3 separate regions of the Oryctolagus cuniculus genome follow, and regions 1 and 2 are each linked to region 3. Evidence: chromatin contacts called from public Hi-C and Micro-C data. All regions are on one chromosome and are shown on one strand. The core of a region is the stretch at or near the end of the contact, and the rest is flanking DNA. Distances in the headings are between cores, read along the strand shown.

Region 1 (2,751 bases), core at 35-2,534, 220 kb after region 3:
CACCCATACAACAATACTGCCCCCACACCTACTTCTCTTCTACAGAGATTCAGGAAGTAGCTTGAGCTTGTATTTGAATTCCAAGATTTTTCAGGAAGGAATCGGGCTGTGTTAAAACAGGTCTGGCTGCAGGGGAGGACACTATGGCCTCGGCCGACAGAGTAGGCATGTTAATATCCCCCTGGCTACAGCATCTTTATCTCTTGTGCCAGAGTAAATGTCACAGAACACCAACCCCGGGGGAGCAGCGTTGGGTGCAGCCCTTCAAATGTTTGCGATGTATTTCCATTCTGTTCTCCTTCGGTTACTTGGTACACAGCTTCTTTTATTAGATGACTAGGATAGGTGTGGTAAATAGTTCACCTAGATCATCAGGTGCCTCTGGTTTGAAAATGCTGGCTCTCAGCGCTGTCAGTGAAACCCAGAGATGAAATCTTACAAGCGAAGGATAAAGGTTCAAGTAGTCTCCACTATGGGAAGGGCTTAATTAGCCGTGATTTTTAAAGCAGTATCTGCAGATGGAACAGATAAGATGTCTCCTGTCTGTCTGGTGCCTGCCGTGTGGGGGCAGCCTTAATTGAATCATGACTGTTAGCTTTCCTTGGCTGTGAATGAGGGCAGTAGCAGTTCTGATTCGGGTTTAGAAATTGTCCACAGGAAGATCAGGATGGCTTTGCTATCTCTGCTTCAGCCTGGAGATTTCTGAGGGAAAGAGCAGCAATCAGCCAGCTGGGTAATGACAAAAACAAAACAAAGCAGCCTTTTCCTAACTTCTAGGGTTTTCTGTTTTGTTAAAACATGCATTTAGGTGAATCTTTGTTCTACAGATACAGAAAAAATACAGGCCAACGGGTTTCTTCCTTTCCAGTTAAGAACAACCTTTAAAAGGCATCCAGGAAGAGTTGGCCCTGCTGTCTGAATTGCTAGTTGGGAGAACAAAAGAAGCAAGGGAAAGTTTGACTTGACTTCCTCTGCAATTTGTTTACATCATCGGAGCAGAAAGAATCTGGGGCCTGGCTCTCCACTTCCTGATGGAGACAGGGGAAAAAGAGAGAGAGAGAGAGCCTGGAGTGGGATTCGTGGGGATGCAAAGCGCTCCAAACGCCAGCGGCTGCAGCCCCAAGGGCAAAGGGAGAGGCCGCCGAGGAGCGCAGAGGCTGTGATGGCCAGGGTCCCCCACGCCGCCCCTGCCCCAGCCCTGGGGCTGCAGAGAGGCCGAGCAATGCCCGCCTGTGGCTAGGGAGTCCTTGGACCGCACGGCGTCTCAGCCCTGGTAATTCAAAGACCACAGTGTTGCCATGCAGTAGCCTTGAGCTGTGAGTGCTTCCTGGGCAATCCAGCGCCATGGGACTGGATCCAACGATCAGGTCCTGTGCACCTCTGCCCGCAGCCTGCGGAGTCAACCAATCCGGTCAGGCAACTTTCTGGGGGGTGGAGGTGTCCAGGTATGTACTTTATCCCTGGCAGCAAACTTCTGGGATTTTAGCCTAAGTTGTTTTCTGTGTCTCTAGGATCTTCTGCGCAGAACGTCTCTATCCCACCCACCCACCCACCCACCCTCACTTTTTCTTTTCTTTTCTTTCTTTCTTTTTTTTTTTTTATAAGAAAAACAACTCCAGGCAGCTGAGCTCATTCGATAATCGCTGTTAGCTTCCTGCCACTTGCATTGGGGCGGGCGGGGCCTGGAGGGGGAGGAGAGGAGGACCAAGGATTTAAATGGAAACCATCAGACTGCTGTCTTCTTCAGAAATCTCCCTTATGCGGTTTTCTGGACATTCTTCAGCCGAGCTCGGCCCTTGCTGGCCCAGGCCGGAGAAAACCACAGCCCTGCACGGACGCGTTCGGCTCAGCCCCTTCCAGGGGCAGGAACGCCGAGGAGATGGCAAACCGTGCAGATGGGTGGGAAAGACACAGGTGGAGACTCGGGCCAGAGCCGGTGCGGGGTGTGGGGGGGGTGGGGGGGCCCTTCCTCGGGAGCCTGGGTCACTCTTCCTAAAGTACATTTTTTTGGTGAATTACTGTGGCACTCAGAGGACAAAATGCCGTGCAGTAAAGGCCAGAGGCTGCTGGAGGGATGCACCCCTAACACGCGGGGGACTTGGAACTTCCCGGCTTCTGTGCATAGCTGCACCTCCAGTCTGCAGGGCAGGTTTCAATGCATCCTCTTGTCTAATCCCTGCTTCCTGCCAGGCTGCCCTGGGTCTTCCTTTGAAGGCTCAAACACTCAGCATTCAATTAGCCCTTTGAATCCCCCTCCGATGCCCGCCGGGCTAAATACGGTCGAAAGTGTTGTTTTAAGTGGAGCTGATCTGGGGGAGAGGTAACGTAATCTTCTGAGTGTGCAGAAGCCGAGAAGCAAGGTGGCAGTCATTCCTGCGAGCGCTAGGCACGGCCCGAGTGCCTCTGCTCACTTCTATTTTATGGGCATAGGAACATTGCAGAGTACAAAGGGCTAGTGCATACAAAGGGCGCTTGGCGATTCTTTTTGCTTGTTCCCCTGTACTTCTGTAGCATGTTTACAAGGTTAATAAGCACGCTTTTCTTCACGGTGTGCCGTAAATGCTCCAACTACTGCTTGCACTTTGATTTGAGCATCATTCAAACGGCCTGAATGGAGCAGAGGTAGCCTTTGTCTCTCATTGATTCGGAAACAAAAGCCGCAGGGAAGAAAGTTTACTTTGCCATTCAGCAGCAGATGGACGCGTAGGTGATCAATTCAACCAAGGATCTGACGCCTTTTCATCTTCGGAG
Region 2 (2,700 bases), core at 94-2,593, 140 kb after region 3:
CCCAAAGCCACGCTTTGAAAAAGCAAACTACGGCAGCCTCTGATCTGCTCTGACTGGGCTCATTTGGTTGCAAAATGCCACCAGAGTTCTGGCAAGGCCACGGCCAGCCTGTGGAGGCTGCCTGTGCCACCTTGTCCACTCGTCCACATGCCAGCTGGGTGCGACCTCAGACCCTGCAGGAGGGACTGTGTGATCTGAAGCACGGGCACTTCATCATAGTCCGAAAATCTGAAAATTCGGAATTCCAAATTCCCTGGCTGTCAGGGTTTGGATAAGAGATTTGGAGGTGCATTGCCCTCATTTTAAAGCTGGGGAGTATTGAGACTAAATAGGGATGCCAGTGAGAGGGGGCGGAGCCTGACTCTGCATCCCAGAACCTGAGTGGAGTCTGTAACTAGCAGGTCGCCTTGGCAAACTGACCGGAGCTTGTTGGCTGGCTGGCTGGAGGGGAGCATGGAGCCTCCTGGGCCTTGCTCTCACTCCTGGGCCCCTTTGCCTGCTGCTAGAGCGAGCCTGGTTCTTCCTCTGCCCCCAGCCCATCACCCCAGAGTGAGGGCTGCAGCTGGAGAGATGATGCAAAATATGCAGGGACCCCGCCCCAGGGGCTGCATTCTGTGGGATTTTCTGCAGGCCTGGCTCCCGTCTCTGTGAACCGGGTGAGAACACTCACCAGTACCAGGCCAGGGAAAGAGAACGGACGCTGCGCCAGCCCCAGGGTGTCCCAGCACAGGTCCTCGTGACACAGGACGGCCTTCTCTCTGACTTCAGGAGCTGCTGTGGTCCCCAAACTCCACGCCACACCTGGCAGGGAACGTGTCAGTGTCCGTCGGCCACTTAGGCTGGGATCCAGCCAGAGGGGGAGTGCGGCTGCTCTCGCGAGCGGAACGGCTCCCCTTGGAAGAGCTGAGGCTGCGTCTAGAAGGCAGTGGAAAATCAGTGCGGTTTCCAGCGAGCCAGAATCTTCAAAGGCTGAGAGGAGCGAGGGAGGCTACTGGTCCTGCCCATCCAGTGGTAGGTATTATCAATTACAGCACAGGTGTGGAAGGGCGCACGCTGTACAGTTTCCTTAGGTTTAAAAAGGTGTGTGTGTGTGTGTGGGTGTGTGAACAGATAGAAAAGGTACCAGCAGAATGCACTCTTACCCTTAGCACAGGAAGTCAATGAGAGACGGGGCGGGGGTGGCAGCGGGGGCGGCGTGTGTGTCAGAGAGGCCGGGGAGTTTCTATTTTCGGCCATGTATGCTTCGGTATTTTTCCTTCACTTGTATAATCTGCAATGAAAATGAGTGCAGTTAAACCGGCACCGACAAACGCCCAGAGATGCAGCTCCGGGAGAAACAGAAAGCCCTTCAACTTCTAAGCACCAAGAAATTCCAGAACACAAAAGAACTTCCTGGTTTGGGGCATTCCTTGTTTAATCATGTCTGGAAGCTGATTTGAATTCTAACCCGCCTGAACTAGGTAGACACCCTGAAACAGTGATTGAAACTTCCCTGTTGAACAAAGGGAAACGTTTCATTCTCTCTCTCTCTCTCTCTCTCTCTCTCTCTCTCTCACACACACACACACACACACACACACACTTTGCTTAAAGCTATAAACTCCTTCATGCTTACTGCTGCGGTTTTGTATTTGTTGTTTTTAAAGGGATAGGAGACATCCAATATGACTGTTAGCCTTGATAATCAGTTCTTTGAAATACACACCCTACTGGATAAAAACATCCAACCGTCCTCTTAAGGAAAAAACCCCACATTTCAGAACCAGCCTTTCAGAGCCCAAGAGCTGGGCAGTGGGTCCTAGACTGTGTGCAAGGTGTTTGGCTTTTGGTTAATCTCATGTCAGAGAACTGGTTTTCTTCTTGTTTGGGGATTATCTTTTTTTTTTTTTTTAATTATTTATTTGAAAGGCAGAATGAGAGAAAGAGTGAGAGAGTGTGTTCGTTTCCCAAATGCCTACAGCAGCTGGGCCAAGCTGAAGCGTGGAGCCACACCTGGAGCCAGGAACTCCACCTGGGTCTCCCACACGGGTGCAGGGGCCCAAGCACTTGAGCCATTGCTGCTGGCGCTCAGGGTGCTCACTGGCAGGAAGCCGGAGTCAGGAGCCGGAGCCAAGCATTGAACCCAGATGCTCCAAAATGGGATTCGGACATGCCGGTTGGCAGCTTAACCTCTGGGCCACGGTCCTGCCCCTGGATGACCCTTTAATCGAAGTTTCACCAGATTGTCCACGACTTTTGTGTAATTCACTTCTTATACACGGGCGGGGTTCGGGGGAGAGTCGGCAGTGACAGAGGAGCCGCGGCCGGTGGTGATAGTGGCCTGGGGACCAGGTTCCGGCTCCTGTTCCTTGGCACCAACACAGGAATTCAAGAAAACGGTGGCTGCAGGAAGGCCTCCCAGCTATGGATCTGAAGCTGGAGAGAACCTGATTACTGGAGCCCGAATCGCAGGGGCAGAGGGAAGACAAGACCTCTGTGAGCAGATCTTGACGCAGGTCGATTTACCCGGACGGCAGGCTCCTCTGGTCGGCAGGTTTGCCAGGATCCCTGGGGCTTTCTGACCGCACAGGTTAGAAAAAGCCTGTTCGCGTTCACCTTTTAGAACGTGTTTACAGTAAAGGAGAATCATACACAATTTTTTTTTTTGTTTCCATTGATCAAGTGAGATAAAGTCCTTTGAAAGCGTGATCTGATTGTGAG
Region 3 (2,700 bases), core at 109-2,608:
GCCTGGTCCAGGCGGCTCTGTACTGTAATGGGCTGGGAGCTTTTCACCTCCAGCCTGCTGAAACGCTCCCTGGCAGGTGGAAGGAGGGTCAAGGAAGCCATCTTGCAAACAAGGAAACTGGAGCAAAGATGGGCTGAGCAACACGTGGTGAGCCAGAGCACCACAGCACAGCGCCGGGACGGAGAGCAGGGCACCCTACCACGCCCAGCTGTTCCACCCCACCTGCAAATGACCAGCCACTTCCTGCCTCACATGCCCCTGGACAGAGGGCATCACTCGGACAACAAGCTCAGTGGTTAAGTTAAAGCCTGCTTTATGTCATCGAGCCACCGTTAAGTTTTCCTAAATTCCTGAAAACTGAGGATTTGCAGTGTGCTCAGAGCTAGGTTTCCTGTACCCCAAGGAACACAAAACATTATAGGGGCCGGCACTGTAGTGCAGTGGGTTAACACCCTGGCCTGAAGCGCCGGCATCCCATATGGACGCCGGTTGAGTCCTGGCTGCTCCTCTGCCAATCCAGCTCTCTGCTATGGCCTGAGAAAGCAGTGGAGGATGGCCCAAGTCCTTGGGCCCCTGCACCCATGTGGGAGACCCGGAAGAAGCTCCTGGCTTCGGATTGGCACAGCTCCAGCTGTTGCGGCCAATTGGGGAGTGAACCATTGGATGGAAGACCTTTCTCTCTCTCTCTGCCTCTCCTCTCTATGTAACTGACTTTCAAATAAATAAATAAATCTTTAAAAAAAATTATAAATATGAAAGAAAAACTACTGCCCTCACATCAAACATGTCAAACCATGATCAGAAAGAAGACCTGGGCACCAGCTTCCATGCAGGTGCAGAGTTCAAGGTGCTGTGGTCAGGTTCACCAGGGCCCACACACACACACAGTCCCTGGAGGACTTCAGTGAGTGAGGCTGAGAGAGGACAGGGCATCCGTCCCAACTGACAGCCCCTTGTGTGAGCGACCATGTCCCGGAGACCACCCCATGCTCTCATCATGCACCTGCTGACTGTGCCCACAGGTGAGGGCTTTTTGTAACTGCTCTTAAGCAGCAGAATCCTTTCTTCACACCATGTCCTGTGGCTGGAAGCTCAGCCGGCCCCAGGGATCGGCCACGTCAGACTTCACCAAGCAAACGGAATTTCTTCCAAACAGCCTGGTGCGTTCCCATTTCCTGTGTCTAACAGGCAAATCGTCAGAGCTCCTGGTCAGAGGGCACCAGCCTCCAGGACAGAAAGGACGGGCTGCCCCTGCCTAACGCTTCCTGTTCTCGCTCATGCCCAGTAACTCCTGTGGCCTCGGAACCCCCCTGGGATCCACACGTGGGAAGCCAGCCCCAACAGACACAGAGGGAGCCACAGGAGCTCAGGGCAGGGATGGGGTCTCTCGGCCATCACAAAACACCGGGTGGGGTGCCAGAAGCCCTGCGCACCATGCCCTGGCCTCTGCCCTGCGGGTGCCAGCATGTATGGGCACGCACAATACCACACACAGAGCTCTGACCACCAAGAATGTCACTACACATCACCAAACGTCAACAGAGGGCACCATCACCCAACTGTGAAACACCTGTGTCCCCTGAGCAAACAGACCACAGAACTGTCACCAACAGGGAGACAGACACCTCCACAGCCAGGGTCCACCCTGCAGCCCCTGTGTGCCCGGGACCCCGGGGATCAGCTCACCCAGATGGAGACCCTCGGGAAGGCCATCCTCAGAGCCATCCTCGGAGCCGCCTTCGCCTCGGTCTACGGCTCCGCCCTCGTCCAGGCTGCTGGCGAGCTCGGGCGAGCACGTGCCCGGCTGCCTCCCGTCCAGGGCCGAGGTCGGCGAGCCCGCCTCGGCCCTCCTCTCCTTCCTGTGCACCCGCGAGTGCAGGACCAGCTGGTGGTAGGTGCGGAAGGCCTTGCCGCACTCGGAGCAGTGCGTGGGCTTCTCTTTGCTGGCCGACAGCTTGGCGTCCACGTCCCCAGGGGCCCCGTCGCCGCTCGAGTGCCTGGGCTTCTCCTTCTCCTGCGAGAGCCCCGCGCAGCCGCCTTTCGCTCTGGACTTCCCAGAGCCTTCGGACTTGCCGCCGCTCCAGATTTCTCCCAGCTCTTCTTTCTCTGAGCACGAGTCGTCGTTGTCGGTGCTTCCTTCCTGCCCCGACTCCTTCACTTCTTCCTGGGCCACGGCGACCTTGCCCTTGGTGGCCAACTGCCAGGCCTGGTAGGTGGTGAAGGGGTCGAGCTGAGGGATGCACTGCACCTGCTTCTGCACGCGCTCCGGGTGCGCTTTGGGTCTCAAGTCCAAACACTGCAAGAACTCTTCCCTGGGAGATGGCGCGCCCTCGGGCTGGGAGGCTGCCTGTGCACTGCTGGGGCAGGACGTAGTGTCTTTGGTGTGCACTTTGCTATGCTCTATTAGACTCTCTTTGTTTGGAAACAGGAATCCACAGACCATGCAGATCTTGTAAGGCGACGAGATGCTCCCGGCCGCGTGCGCCTGGACCACCTCGTTGATGGTCACCGGGCTCTCCAGGCCCTGCTGCGCCTTGTTCCTGGCCCCCGACTTGCCGTTGTGTGTCCGCATGTGGTTCTTCAGGAACCACGGCTCCTTGAATCGTCTCCCACACAAGCTGCACCCGTAAGTGAAGGAGTCCTTGTGTTTCTTCATGTGGGCCTCGACGTCGAAGGCCACCCGAAACGCCTGCCCGCACA

What was found. A called contact is a pair of places that touch in the nucleus more often than the background predicts.
Region 1: a Hi-C map of an unstated tissue shows a contact between it and region 3, with 6 times the contacts expected there. The contact joins two enhancer-like sites. A contact is called at or near these places in 2 of 6 Hi-C or Micro-C datasets (skin fibroblasts and an unstated tissue).
Region 2: a Micro-C map of ear pinna shows a contact between it and region 3, with 2.6 times the contacts expected there. The contact joins two enhancer-like sites. A contact is called at or near these places in 2 of 6 Hi-C or Micro-C datasets (ear pinna and an unstated tissue).

The regions. Positions count from the first base shown.
Region 1 is chr11:7,605,109-7,607,859 of mOryCun1.1, reverse strand. It overlaps LOC127487358 (a long non-coding RNA gene), which reads right to left. Exons shown (of 2, transcript XR_007914154.2): 2 at 1,625-2,751. All of the region lies in intron 3 of LOC127487355 (a long non-coding RNA gene), which reads left to right. Among named protein-coding and RNA genes, the nearest start is that of BCAS1, 190 kb to the right of the region's middle. Within about 2 kb of position 1,284, at least 2 of the 8 cell types and tissues checked have an H3K27ac peak or open chromatin away from gene starts, as enhancers often do.
Region 2 is chr11:7,686,369-7,689,068 of mOryCun1.1, reverse strand. No RefSeq gene overlaps it. Among named protein-coding and RNA genes, the nearest start is that of ZNF217, 110 kb to the left of the region's middle. Within about 2 kb of position 1,343, at least 1 of the 8 cell types and tissues checked has an H3K27ac peak or open chromatin away from gene starts, as enhancers often do. A contact at or near this core is called in ear pinna, where this site is marked.
Region 3 is chr11:7,821,944-7,824,643 of mOryCun1.1, reverse strand. It overlaps ZNF217 (zinc finger protein 217), which reads right to left. Exons shown (of 7, transcript XM_008274158.4): 3 at 1,687-2,700. Among named protein-coding and RNA genes, the nearest start is that of ZNF217, 28 kb to the right of the region's middle. Within about 2 kb of position 1,358, at least 1 of the 8 cell types and tissues checked has an H3K27ac peak or open chromatin away from gene starts, as enhancers often do. A contact at or near this core is called in ear pinna, where this site is marked.